Regions from separate parts of the Mus musculus genome. Here all the other regions are linked to region 2. Evidence: chromatin contacts called from public Hi-C and promoter capture Hi-C data. All regions are on one chromosome and are shown on one strand. The core of a region is the stretch at or near the end of the contact, and the rest is flanking DNA. Distances in the headings are between cores, read along the strand shown. Region 1 overlaps Src (Rous sarcoma oncogene). Region 2 holds the start of Snhg17 (small nucleolar RNA host gene 17). Region 3 holds the start of Src (Rous sarcoma oncogene).

Region 1 (3,151 bases), core at 414-2,913, 900 kb before region 2:
AGATGGGAACAGGAGCCGTATGCCCCTCTGTTTCCCTTTTCCCTTTCCCAGGGGCCTTTTCTGGCCTTACCCTTCCCCCACACTGTCTCTGCTGTTTCTGCCCTTTCTCTTAGTCCATCACCATGGCAACCAAGCCAGGCTGCTTCCTGTGGGCCTGGGGCTCAGCGGGAGATGGAAAAGTGCACATACACACACACACACACACACACACACACACACACACACCCGTGTGCTGTGCACAGTACACAGGGATGATGGGTGTGTGGTGTGTGTGTGGTGTGGTGTGTGGGTGGGTGTGTGTGTGTGGTGTGGTGTGCTCGCTCACTGTTGGGGTTGGGCAGTGTTGCTGGAGTGAAATGTGGCGAGGTCCCGGTTCCTGGGGCTTGGGGGTATGGGCAAATGTGAGAATGTGGGCTCTGGGCATAGGTATGCCGTCAGCGGAGCCTTCTGTGTGCACATGAAGTGGGCAGTCAGTCTGTAGAAAACATGACTTCCCAAGGGTTGCCTTGAGACAGGTTAGGGTGGGTCCCAGGCCTAGTTCTCCCTGACTCACTTATGTTACCAGAAGATCACATTTACCTAATGACGTCCAGTGGGGCTCCAGGGGCCTCATCAGTGAGTGGTGGACAGTCCGTCAGTCCTTCCACTCAGAACTGCCAGCTACATGGCAGGCCGCTGGACCCTGCACCCCGCCTGCCTCTCCCCAGGCTATCCAGGCTATCCAGGCTATCCAGGCTTTAGTTAACAAAGGTTTCTGTTGAGGACATTCTTAGCTGCAGGTTTTCTAGGCTCCAGAGAGGCAGCGCAGGGGCAAGGGCTGCAGGCCACACTCAGGATGTACCTCCTGCCCTGGACTAATTACTCACAGGTCCACACAGCCAGCCGCTACTCCTGTCTGCTCAGCTGGTGTCCAGTAGGCAGAACAGGGCAGGCAGGCACGGGGTGGGTATACCTGGAGAGGGCCAGCATTTATGGAGTGCTTGCTGAGTACCGTGTGACTCTTCACGGTTGTCTCATTGTGTAGGGAGGAAACAGGGCAAGCAGCAACTTGTCAGGGTCACACAGTTGTGAGCACCTTGGGGTTCAGGTGTCTTACCAGGGCTGTGAGGCACAGGGGCATGTCTGCCATTGGGGTTTTGTGCCTACACGGCTGCCCTGCTCCTCTCAGCACACTAGGGGCTGAAAGAGAGTGGGACTAAGTCACTTCCTCAAGCAAGGAACACACTAGCAGGGTACCTCTGGGGTCTCCTCCCTGCCTACCCACAGGTGCCTACTGCCTCTCTGTATCCGACTTCGACAATGCCAAGGGCCTAAATGTGAAACACTACAAGATCCGCAAGCTGGACAGCGGCGGTTTCTACATCACCTCCCGCACCCAGTTCAACAGCCTGCAGCAGCTCGTGGCTTACTACTCCAGTGAGTGTCCCCGGCCGGCCGTGTGGGGACTCGCCCAGGGGAGCAGGGTGTCTGCCGTGCCTCCTCACCCCTGGGATGCCTCTTCCCTCCCTGCCTCTCCTCCATCTCCTCCCTTCTCCCCTTGCTCCCTGCCCAGCCCCCCTCTTCTCCTTCCGCTGCAGCTGGCCAGTGAGGAGGGGGCCTGCCTTGAGCACGCTAGAAGGGAGGGGCTAGAGGCTGGTGTTGATTGTTTCTGCAGCCCTAAGACTGGTCTGAACCGGTTCCTGGGAGAGAAGGAGGGGGAGGCTTCTTTGATAGAGAATGGCAGAGCGGGCTGGAGCTGGGCTGCGGGCCGTGTGCAGTGATGGGGTTGGTGTGGGCTCTTCTGTGCGTGGCTGTTTCAGGTGTAGCTACTTGAGCTGCCTCCTTGGCCTGGGCCTCAGCCTCTCTCAGAGGACTAGCTGCCCCTCTGTCCGTCTGCTGATGCTCTGGGGATCATCTGGTTCCCAGACCAAATCCTCCAGGGCTGCCACGGAACCTTATGATACAGTCCCAAGGCCCCAAGCCCAGGTGGCTAAAGGTTGCTCCATGCCTTCACCTGCAGTTCCTCCAACCGCATCTACAGCTTCCCACCTCCCAGCACCTCTTCCAACCCCACAGCCGATCTTGGGCTCTGGCACAGGCGATGTGCTGTATGGGGTGCCTCCTAGTTATCCCTCAGATCCAGGCCAGGGACCTCTTCCTCTGGAATGCCTTCCAGGGCTCCCAAAGAATTCCTAAAGCCTGCTTGACTTCCCCCTCCCAAATATCCTCTGTTTCATCTGTGTCCTGAGATCTTGCTAGGCGACTGGAGTCGGGGTGTGGCCTCCCTAGGGCAGACTCTCACACCTGTTTCACACTAGTTCTGATACTCTCAAATCTGACAGGTAACCAATGAGTGATTTGAGCAGGTGACTTTTGTGCCGCAGGCCCCTGGGGAATAGATGTCTACAGGAGGGTGTTTGCCTGACCCCAGAGCCAATGTGCACATGATACATAGAGCCGTACACACAGGGCAGGGAAGCCAGCTTGCTGTGGGACCCTGCCTGAGCCCCATTCCCTGCCTCCATCTCCAGAACATGCTGATGGCCTGTGTCACCGCCTCACTACCGTATGTCCCACATCCAAGCCTCAGACCCAGGGATTGGCCAAGGATGCGTGGGAGATCCCCCGGGAGTCCCTGCGGCTGGAGGTCAAGCTGGGCCAGGGTTGCTTCGGAGAGGTGTGGATGGGTAAGGAACACACGCCCCTGTCCCCATCCCAGCTCAAAGACCCTGAGTCCCTCTCTTTAATTGTCTCTACTGAACAACTGGGCTGTTTTTCATTTTATTGTTGAACATTAACTGTACAAATTGTTACACTTGTTACAATTGTTTTCCTGTGACACTTTGAACCCCGCATGTAACATACTTGGCTCACTTCCAGTCCCTCACCCCACTCCCTGCCCCCCACCCCACGCTATGACTCACCAGGGTCAGCACTGAGGTGGGCTCCTGACTCCTTGTAACCCATGCTGCTGAAGATGAAGACTAGGGCATCTGTGTACCAGCCGCACCTGGGGACTGGGCACCACGGTCCTCAAGGGCCTGAGTGAGTGTGGTCAGGTCTCACGCCAAGCCTCAGCCTCCCGATGTGAAGAAGGGGCTGATGCCAAGCTTCAAGGGGCATCTGCATATTAGTTCAGCACAGAAAGAGACAGCGCTGTGCCGTGCGGAGG
Region 2 (3,596 bases), core at 163-2,662:
CTGGCCACGAGACCTGCAGTAGGCTCAGCACTTGCTGTCTTAGATCAATGCAACCTGCCCAGCTGGCAGAACTGAGGTGACAGGACTCTTATGTCACAGAGGTAGTCCCATTTTTCAGATGAGGAAATCAAGAACCAGACAAGGCCCGGAAGCCAGCAGAGAGCAGTGGCTGAAATCTGGATGGTGCATATGACCCCCAAAATCTTCTGGCTCCTTTCCATTCTGCTCTCCACCCACCAGAGTAAAGCAGAAGGGTACAGAAGCGACAGTGGGAACACAGGACACACAAGACACAGATCCCAAGTGGGTACAGCAACAAGCAGGCACACCTCAAAGAACCCAGCCTCACCTCACCTTCACCCACTTCCAACTATAAATGAAGAAACTGAATCCCCCATCCCAGGGCACAATCCTCACTCAGGAGCACCAGTTTGTCGATGTAGCAAGACGGAGACAACTCTTTGGCCACTGTAGATCCCAGCTGTTATTTCTGCAAATACAATAAGCCCAGGTGAGCCACATGAACAGCACCCAGTTACCTGGGAAAGCACCCAGAATCCCAAACACAAAAGCTGCCAGGTAGCAAACCACGGAGCATAGACACCCCCCCCTTTCCTCTGTAATCCCCACTATGCAACATGGAACAGAACTGTCCCCAGAATCTTGCCCTTGGTTATTTCGAGCCCTCACCGAGCTTCTCTCTGCACAGTGGCTTTGTCGACCTCCTCAAAAGTAGTAATCAGAACTCCACACCACCCCTCTGCTGGTACCCATGGGAAGGCCAATTACAGGCACCCGGGCTTCAAGTTGCTCCCGAATAGCAGAGCACTTACCCAGGCATCCTCTCCCTGGACAGTGGGTGTCCATCTCGGAGTTGAAGGGAGTAGGGGGTTCCAGAAGCTGTAATCTGTCGACCCAAGGAGCTTCCATCTGTCTCCAGGAGGGCTGCGCAGTCTACAGCCTGGCAGGACAACGGAAGCGGCTGCGGCGCAAGGCAGGGCGGGGCAGGGGGACCCAGATGCTGCACCCGGGGTCCTGGGGGAGTCTCAACTTAAATCCTGGTCAATGGATTCGCCTTGGTAGGATGCTAAAAACATGGGACACAGGTCGTAAACACCGACCCACTTTTTGTAGGCGACAGACATGGCTTTGAGGCTTCAGATACTCAGACGGTGAAAAGCACGCGGCTTGAGGCCCTCCCTCCTCTAGACCCAGCAGACCAGCCGCCCACCGACGGCCCGCAGCCCGGTTTCCTTGATGGAGGAAACGGCGCTGCCCATGCACCTTGCACTCACCTTGGTGCCCTGTATTGGGGAGACGAGCCCGGGAACATGCGGGATGTCTGTAGATTTGGGCGGATGGCAATGGCCAGAGAGGAAACACATCCACGCGACAGGAAACTGTGGTCTTCACGATGGGCGCTGGCGGAAGAACAAATGACAAAGCACGCTGCAGCCTAGAGCAGCATCTCCGAGCGGCGGGCCCTCCAGCGCCCCCACGAGGAGAGGAGACTAACAACTGTTTGAACATATTAAGTTAATTTTTTTTTTTTTTTAAACAATGATACGTTTTAGGAGGAAACTGTCTCTCGTTTGCCGTATTTTTTCTGTTTGTTCTGAAGCAGACCTCTCTTACAAACTACTGATTCCACAGCACATGGCTCAGTGGTGTCACAAAGGAACAAATGATGACTTTAAACACCACCACACGAGGTCAGTAGTGGCTTGAGACTGGCATGTGGAAGGGATGAGAGCAAAGAATGAATGCTTTGCTAAAAGTCTACCTAAAAATCATAAGGCCGATGGGACGATTCCCTTAACCAGAAAAGTCCTGATCCAAGTAACAGATGAGAGACAGATGTTTGAGAAGGAGCTCACGTGTTTCCAAGTCTTCATACTCCCAAACTCTGCTTGGATCCTAGGCCAAATGTGGCTCTTGGCCCTATGTACAGCAGCTCTGCCCTTGGGGCTGAAGAAGGAACTCCACTGAAAGAGTCCAAATGACCTCTGAGCCAGCCATCTCTTCCGCCTCTAAGGGTGACTTAAAGACAAAAGATAGTCTGGGCTGGAGAGATGGCTCAGTGACTTAAAGCAATTGCAGAGGACCTGAGTTCAATTCCCAGTACTCATACAGAGAGCCTAATGTTTGTCTGTAACTCCAGTTCTAGGGGATATGACGCCCTCTTCTGTACATTGTAAACACTGCCTGTAAAAGTGGTACACATAGTATTTCAGGCAAAACACTCGCAGGCATAGCATTAAAAGAAAGAAAGAAAGAAAGAAAGAAAGAAAGAAAGAAAGAAAGGAAGGAAGGAAGGAAGGAAGGAAGGAAGGAAGGAAGGAAGGAAGGAAGGAAGCCAGGCGTGGTGGCGCACACCTTTAATCCCAGCACTTAGAAGGCAGAGGAAGGCAGATTTCTGAGTTTGAGGCCAGCCTGGTCTACAAAGTGAGTTTCAGGACAGCCAGAGCTATACAGAGAAACCCTGTCTCAAAAAACCATTAAAAAATATATATATATATTATTAAAATATATATTAAATATATATTATATATTAAATATGTATTATATATTAAATATATTAAATAAGTATATTTAATATATATATATATAATATATATTAAATATATATATAAATATATATTAAATATATATTAAATATATATATATATATTTTTTAGGGCTGGTGAGATGGCTCAGCGGTTAAGAGCACTGACCACTCATCCAGAGGTCTTGAGTTCAATTCCCAGCAACCACATGGTGGCTTACAACCTTCTACAGTGAGATCTGATGCCCTCTTCTGGTGTGTCTGAAGACAACTACAGTGTACTCCTATCCATTAAATAAATAAATCTTTTTTTAAGAAATTAAGGCAAAAGGTAGATGTATTTTTATGAATTTAATACTGTAACAAGATATTGTGTCAGCATTGTCATGGTTAATATTGCCAACTTGACAGGATTCAGAATCACCTAGAAGACAATAGGCTAGGCACATCTGTTAGGGACACCAAGATTAAGTTAGCTGCTGGGCTTGTTTGTAAAGGAATGATCTAGATTATACCAAACAAGATGAGAAAGCCCACCTTAACTGGGTGTGGACAGCACCATTCTCTGGTCTGGGGTCTTGAGCTGAACAGTGGAGAATTAGCTGAGCAGTAGCAATTGTTACTCTTTGTGTCCCAGCTTTGAATGCAGCATGACCAGCCATCTCAACCAGAACCCCTCTCCCATGATAGACTGTACCCTCCAACTGGGAGCCAGAATAGCTTCCTTCCCGATCAGCTCGCTTTTGTCAGCGTATCTTACAGAGCAATGAGAAGGCAACTGATGTCATCATATTGGAGTTTTCTTTCTTTCTGGATACTGGAGGTTAAACCAGCACTAAATGTTTCACCCCCGCTAGGTGATTGCTTTGTCACTAAGCCCAAACACCAGCCCTCTTTTAAAATTTAATTTTGAGGGGCTGGAGAGATAGGTCAGCAGTTAAGAGTACTGACTCCTCTTCCAGAAAACTCAGGTTCAATTTGCAGCATCCACGTGGCAACTCACAACTATCTGTAGCTCCAGTTCCCAGAGATTGCCCACCCTCATGCAGAC
Region 3 (3,520 bases), core at 594-3,093, 940 kb before region 2:
CTTCCACGTAAGACTGTGAGGACTTATCAGTGCAAACCTACCTCGTCTCTCTCATGGAAGCCTTACCCACTGGGCAGGCTGCTGGCATACTGCGGCTCAGGGGGAAATAGCATACGTTAGGTCATGCATATATTTGCACAACGGTGGAGCTCCGGGTTCAACCTTAGCCTGTCAGTCTAAAGTTTATGCTTTGAAGCTCTCTGTCTTCTCAGCTCTAGAACCACCCAGACCTTTCCTGTTGAATTTCTGGGGACAGATGTAGTGATACATTTGGCAAATAGTTAACCAACTCTCTGGAAGGAAAAACTAATGGGTTCATTGTCACATTTCTCCCCATTTCCAAGTAGAACGTACTTCCTCTGAGGCTGACACCAGGTGACCAGTCTGACATCACCAAGTATGGCACAGGGAAGGACACTGCTCAGTAAGTGCTTGCAAGCCGTTTGAGAGCCAGCCCCAGTGCCTCACAGGAAGAGTATCCACCCTCCCCTCCCCTCCCTCAGCCCAGAGTGGCCAGTAAAGGCCATTAGACAAATCTTAGGCATGGAGGAGGGCGGAGAAACCTGCTCCTCCAGCCAGAGCCTGCCCAGGGGAGCCCTGGGAAACTGCCGTTAATCTTTAAGCAAGCCCTGCGAACAGGAGTGGCTGGCTAGTTTGCCCGCTGTTCATGAGAAACCCTGAGCAGTCCCCGTGGCCACAGTGGGCTACCCTGGCCCCACTTGCTCTTGTCAGTGAGGCCCTCAGATCTTCAGCCTGGCCCACTCCTTCTTCACAACAGAGGGGGCTGGAACAGGAAGCTAGTGGACAGAACACACCCTGAGGCACCTGGCCTAGATGTGACCTCAGATCAGTCTGACTCAAAGCTTTGCCCTTTCCTGGTCTCCTGGGAGACATAGCTGTACCCTGGGGCTGGAGCCTCTCACAATCTAGGATGATGGGGGACTTGCCCTTTGGGAGGGATCTTTGCCAGAAGCCCAGGCCTGTGCCACATGAACCTCAGTTTCCCTGTCTGTGAGATGGAAGCACTTTCAAGGAAGGAACATGGAGATGGTTGATAGATGGTCAGGCCCATCTTTCCAGAGTGAACGGGAGGAGTCAAGGATGCTCCTGGACCCCCAACGGGCAGCGCTAGAACCTGGTGGTCTTTGAGACCAGCCTGAAGCCACATCTCATCCCGCTTGCCCCATTTTTCTTCTCTACTTCCTGTCCGGTTGGTTCTGTCATCCTCAGTGGCTGGCAACAAGCACACTGCCCAGCAGATGCACACGGTCTCCTTATGCATTGAAAGTGAATTTAGGCTTGGCCTAATTGAGCTGGGCCCCGCAAGTTCCTGCCCTCCATTGGCAGAGGCTGGAGGCTCCGCAAGTTCAAGGCCAGCCTTGGCCACATAGTGAGCCACTGTTTTGCCTTTTGATACATTTTAACAATACTGCCTCTCCCCCTCACTATTTCCCTGTCCCTTCGGTTCCAGTCTCTGAGGATTAGAGACACTCAGGGTCAAGGCTGGTGTGGCCAGTGCCTCAGTTTCCGGACAGTGCTAGCCACCGGTGCGTAGCTCAGGTAGCTAGGGTTGAACGCTAACGTGGTCCCGGGAGGCCGAGCCCGGCGCGTGGCGTGGGGTTGGGGGGGCGCCCCCGCGGGCGGAGCTGCGGGGGGTGGGGGGCTGGGTGCGGGAGGCGCGGGCCCGGCTCGCACAGCAGGTCTCCCGGGTCGCCGGCGGGGCCCGGGTCCGCGCTTCCTCCTTTCTCCGGCTCGCGGCGGCCGCGGCCCCTCCTCCCGCGCGCTCCCTCCCCCTCGCCGCCGCCGCCGCCACCGCCGCCGCCTCCTCCCTTTCTCTCGGTCTGTCTCTCCGGGCCCGGAATCCAACCGGCCGCCCCGCCGGAGCGGCCAGGCCGCTGCCCGCCAGCGCCGCGCGCCCCGCTGGGGTCCGCCCGGGCGCGTCCGGAGCTCACGGTCGCCGTGCAGGTGAGCGCCCCCGCCCCGCCGGCCCCGCGCCCTGCTGCGGGCTCCCGCCCTGCCCACTCTACGCCGCGGCCCGCGAGCTGCCCGCCGCGGCCTTTTGTTGGGATGCGCGGGGGAGGACGAGCGGGGTGCGGGGGGCACCGGAACGCGGGGACCCTCGGCCGCAGAGTCCCCTGGCTCGGTTAGGCCACATTTGAAAACCCGGCCGATCGGCGCCGCCCGCGATCGCGGCTGCTGGGCCTGGCGCCCCCGGCCCGGAGTGGGCGGTGGGGGTGGGGTGGGCGTTGGGGAAGGGGCACCTGGAGGGCCACACTACCTCCTTAGGTCTCACTGGGGCCTTGGGTAGGGCCTAGTGCTGCTGGTCTGGAAGAAACAGGGCCACCCTGTCCTCGCCCCCCATCCCCCCCAACCCCCAGCCTCGCCCCTGCGCAGGCCCAGCGACCGATGGACTCAGAAGTTGGCAAAAGTTTTGGGGTTTCACTACCGCCACCAGGTCCGCTTGCCCACCCAGGCAGGTACTGGAGGTGAGTTTGTGCCCCCTACTACGACCCACCACCACTTGTGCCTTAGTTAGCTCTCTGAGCCAAGGCCCTCCTCAGTGGTAGGTGGGCTGGTTGAAGGGTGGGGTGAACAGAGGGGACTCACTCTGGGTATCCATCCCATAAACCTTTGAGGCATTCCGATTAGAAAGGTGGACAGAGGTGTGTGAGGCTTCTGGGACCCTGAGGTCTTCCCGGCTTTACAGACTGCCCAGTGAAGGCAAGTGGTGTTGGGGTCATCTGGGTATAGGTCAGATTTAGTTACCAAGGTGGACACGGGGGCGGGGGCAGGGGCGGGGGCAGGGGACTCTTCCAACCTTATGGAGTCCAGGTGTCTAGGTTTCTTGTTTTCCTGAGTGACCTGAGCCAGGGACCGCCCCTTGGACTATTCACATCAGTGACTATTCCCTGCACTTCCGCAGCCCAGGACTTGGCATATATGGGGGGGCGTGCTCAATAAATGAGTCCCATCCTGGAGCTCGCTCGCACAGGATGGTTGAGGTACCTGTGGCACAGCTGCCTGCAGAAGCGGGTAACTCCGTGCTACAAAGGGTTCCCTTTGGCCTCAGTCCTCTCAGGGAGGATCGATCAGTTGGCTTGTGAGGTAGCTCGGTGGTAGAGCACAGGCTCAGCTTGTTCAAGGCCCTGGTGCTAGCTGCAGAACCACAGGAAAGAAAATGGAGCAGTTATAACCAGAGCTGCTGATATCCAGTGAACGCCTCCCGGGGTTAGCCTGGTCTGCAGCTGCAGAGGAGGATATAGCCTTCCTGAGGAGCTGTCTGGCTGCCCTTTAACCCACCGTGACGGTGAAGGGTGTGTAGTTTTAGATCAGGCACAAGGCATTGTTGGAAGTTTCCCTCCATATCTCTCGCACCTGGCAGAGACATAAGGCCCTACTGGAGATGAGGTGTGTCTGGGTGAGGTAACCTTTCCACAAGGGAAGTGATTTACAGTGTGTCACCTCTCAGCTGACCTCCTGTCTACATCATGGGGCACACACTAATGAGTGCTAGGAGTGC

What was found. Promoter capture Hi-C pulls out the DNA fragments that hold promoters and counts their contacts. Hi-C and Micro-C count contacts between places; a contact is called where the count stands out from the background.
Region 1: a Hi-C map of cortical neurons shows a contact between it and region 2, with 4 times the contacts expected there. The contact joins the enhancer-like site here to the promoter of Snhg17 in region 2. A contact is called at or near these places in 1 of 39 promoter capture datasets (hippocampal neurons), 1 of 484 Hi-C or Micro-C datasets (cortical neurons) and 3 of 115 datasets of contacts at active chromatin or transcription factors (astrocytes, forebrain and pancreatic cancer cells).
Region 3: a contact with region 2 is called in a promoter capture Hi-C map of hippocampal neurons, with 2.2 times the contacts expected there. The contact joins the promoter of Src here to the promoter of Snhg17 in region 2. A contact is called at or near these places in 1 of 39 promoter capture datasets (hippocampal neurons) and 1 of 115 datasets of contacts at active chromatin or transcription factors (the NIH/3T3 cell line).

The regions. Positions count from the first base shown.
Region 1 is chr2:157,463,363-157,466,513 of GRCm38.p6, forward strand. Src (Rous sarcoma oncogene) reads left to right here. Exons shown (of 15, transcript NM_009271.3): 9 at 1,267-1,416; 10 at 2,511-2,666. Among named protein-coding and RNA genes, the nearest start is that of Src, 41 kb to the left of the region's middle. Within about 2 kb of position 1,664, at least 145 of the 459 cell types and tissues checked have an H3K27ac peak or open chromatin away from gene starts, as enhancers often do. A contact at or near this core is called in astrocytes, cortical neurons and forebrain, where this site is marked.
Region 2 is chr2:158,360,110-158,363,705 of GRCm38.p6, forward strand. Snhg17 (small nucleolar RNA host gene 17) reads right to left here and starts at 1,413. Exons shown (of 6, transcript NR_027887.1): 1 at 1,296-1,413; 2 at 834-961; 3 at 355-490. RefSeq lists a cis regulatory region at 1,345-1,621.
Region 3 is chr2:157,422,450-157,425,969 of GRCm38.p6, forward strand. Src (Rous sarcoma oncogene) reads left to right here and starts at 1,844. Exons shown (of 15, transcript NM_009271.3): 1 at 1,844-1,965.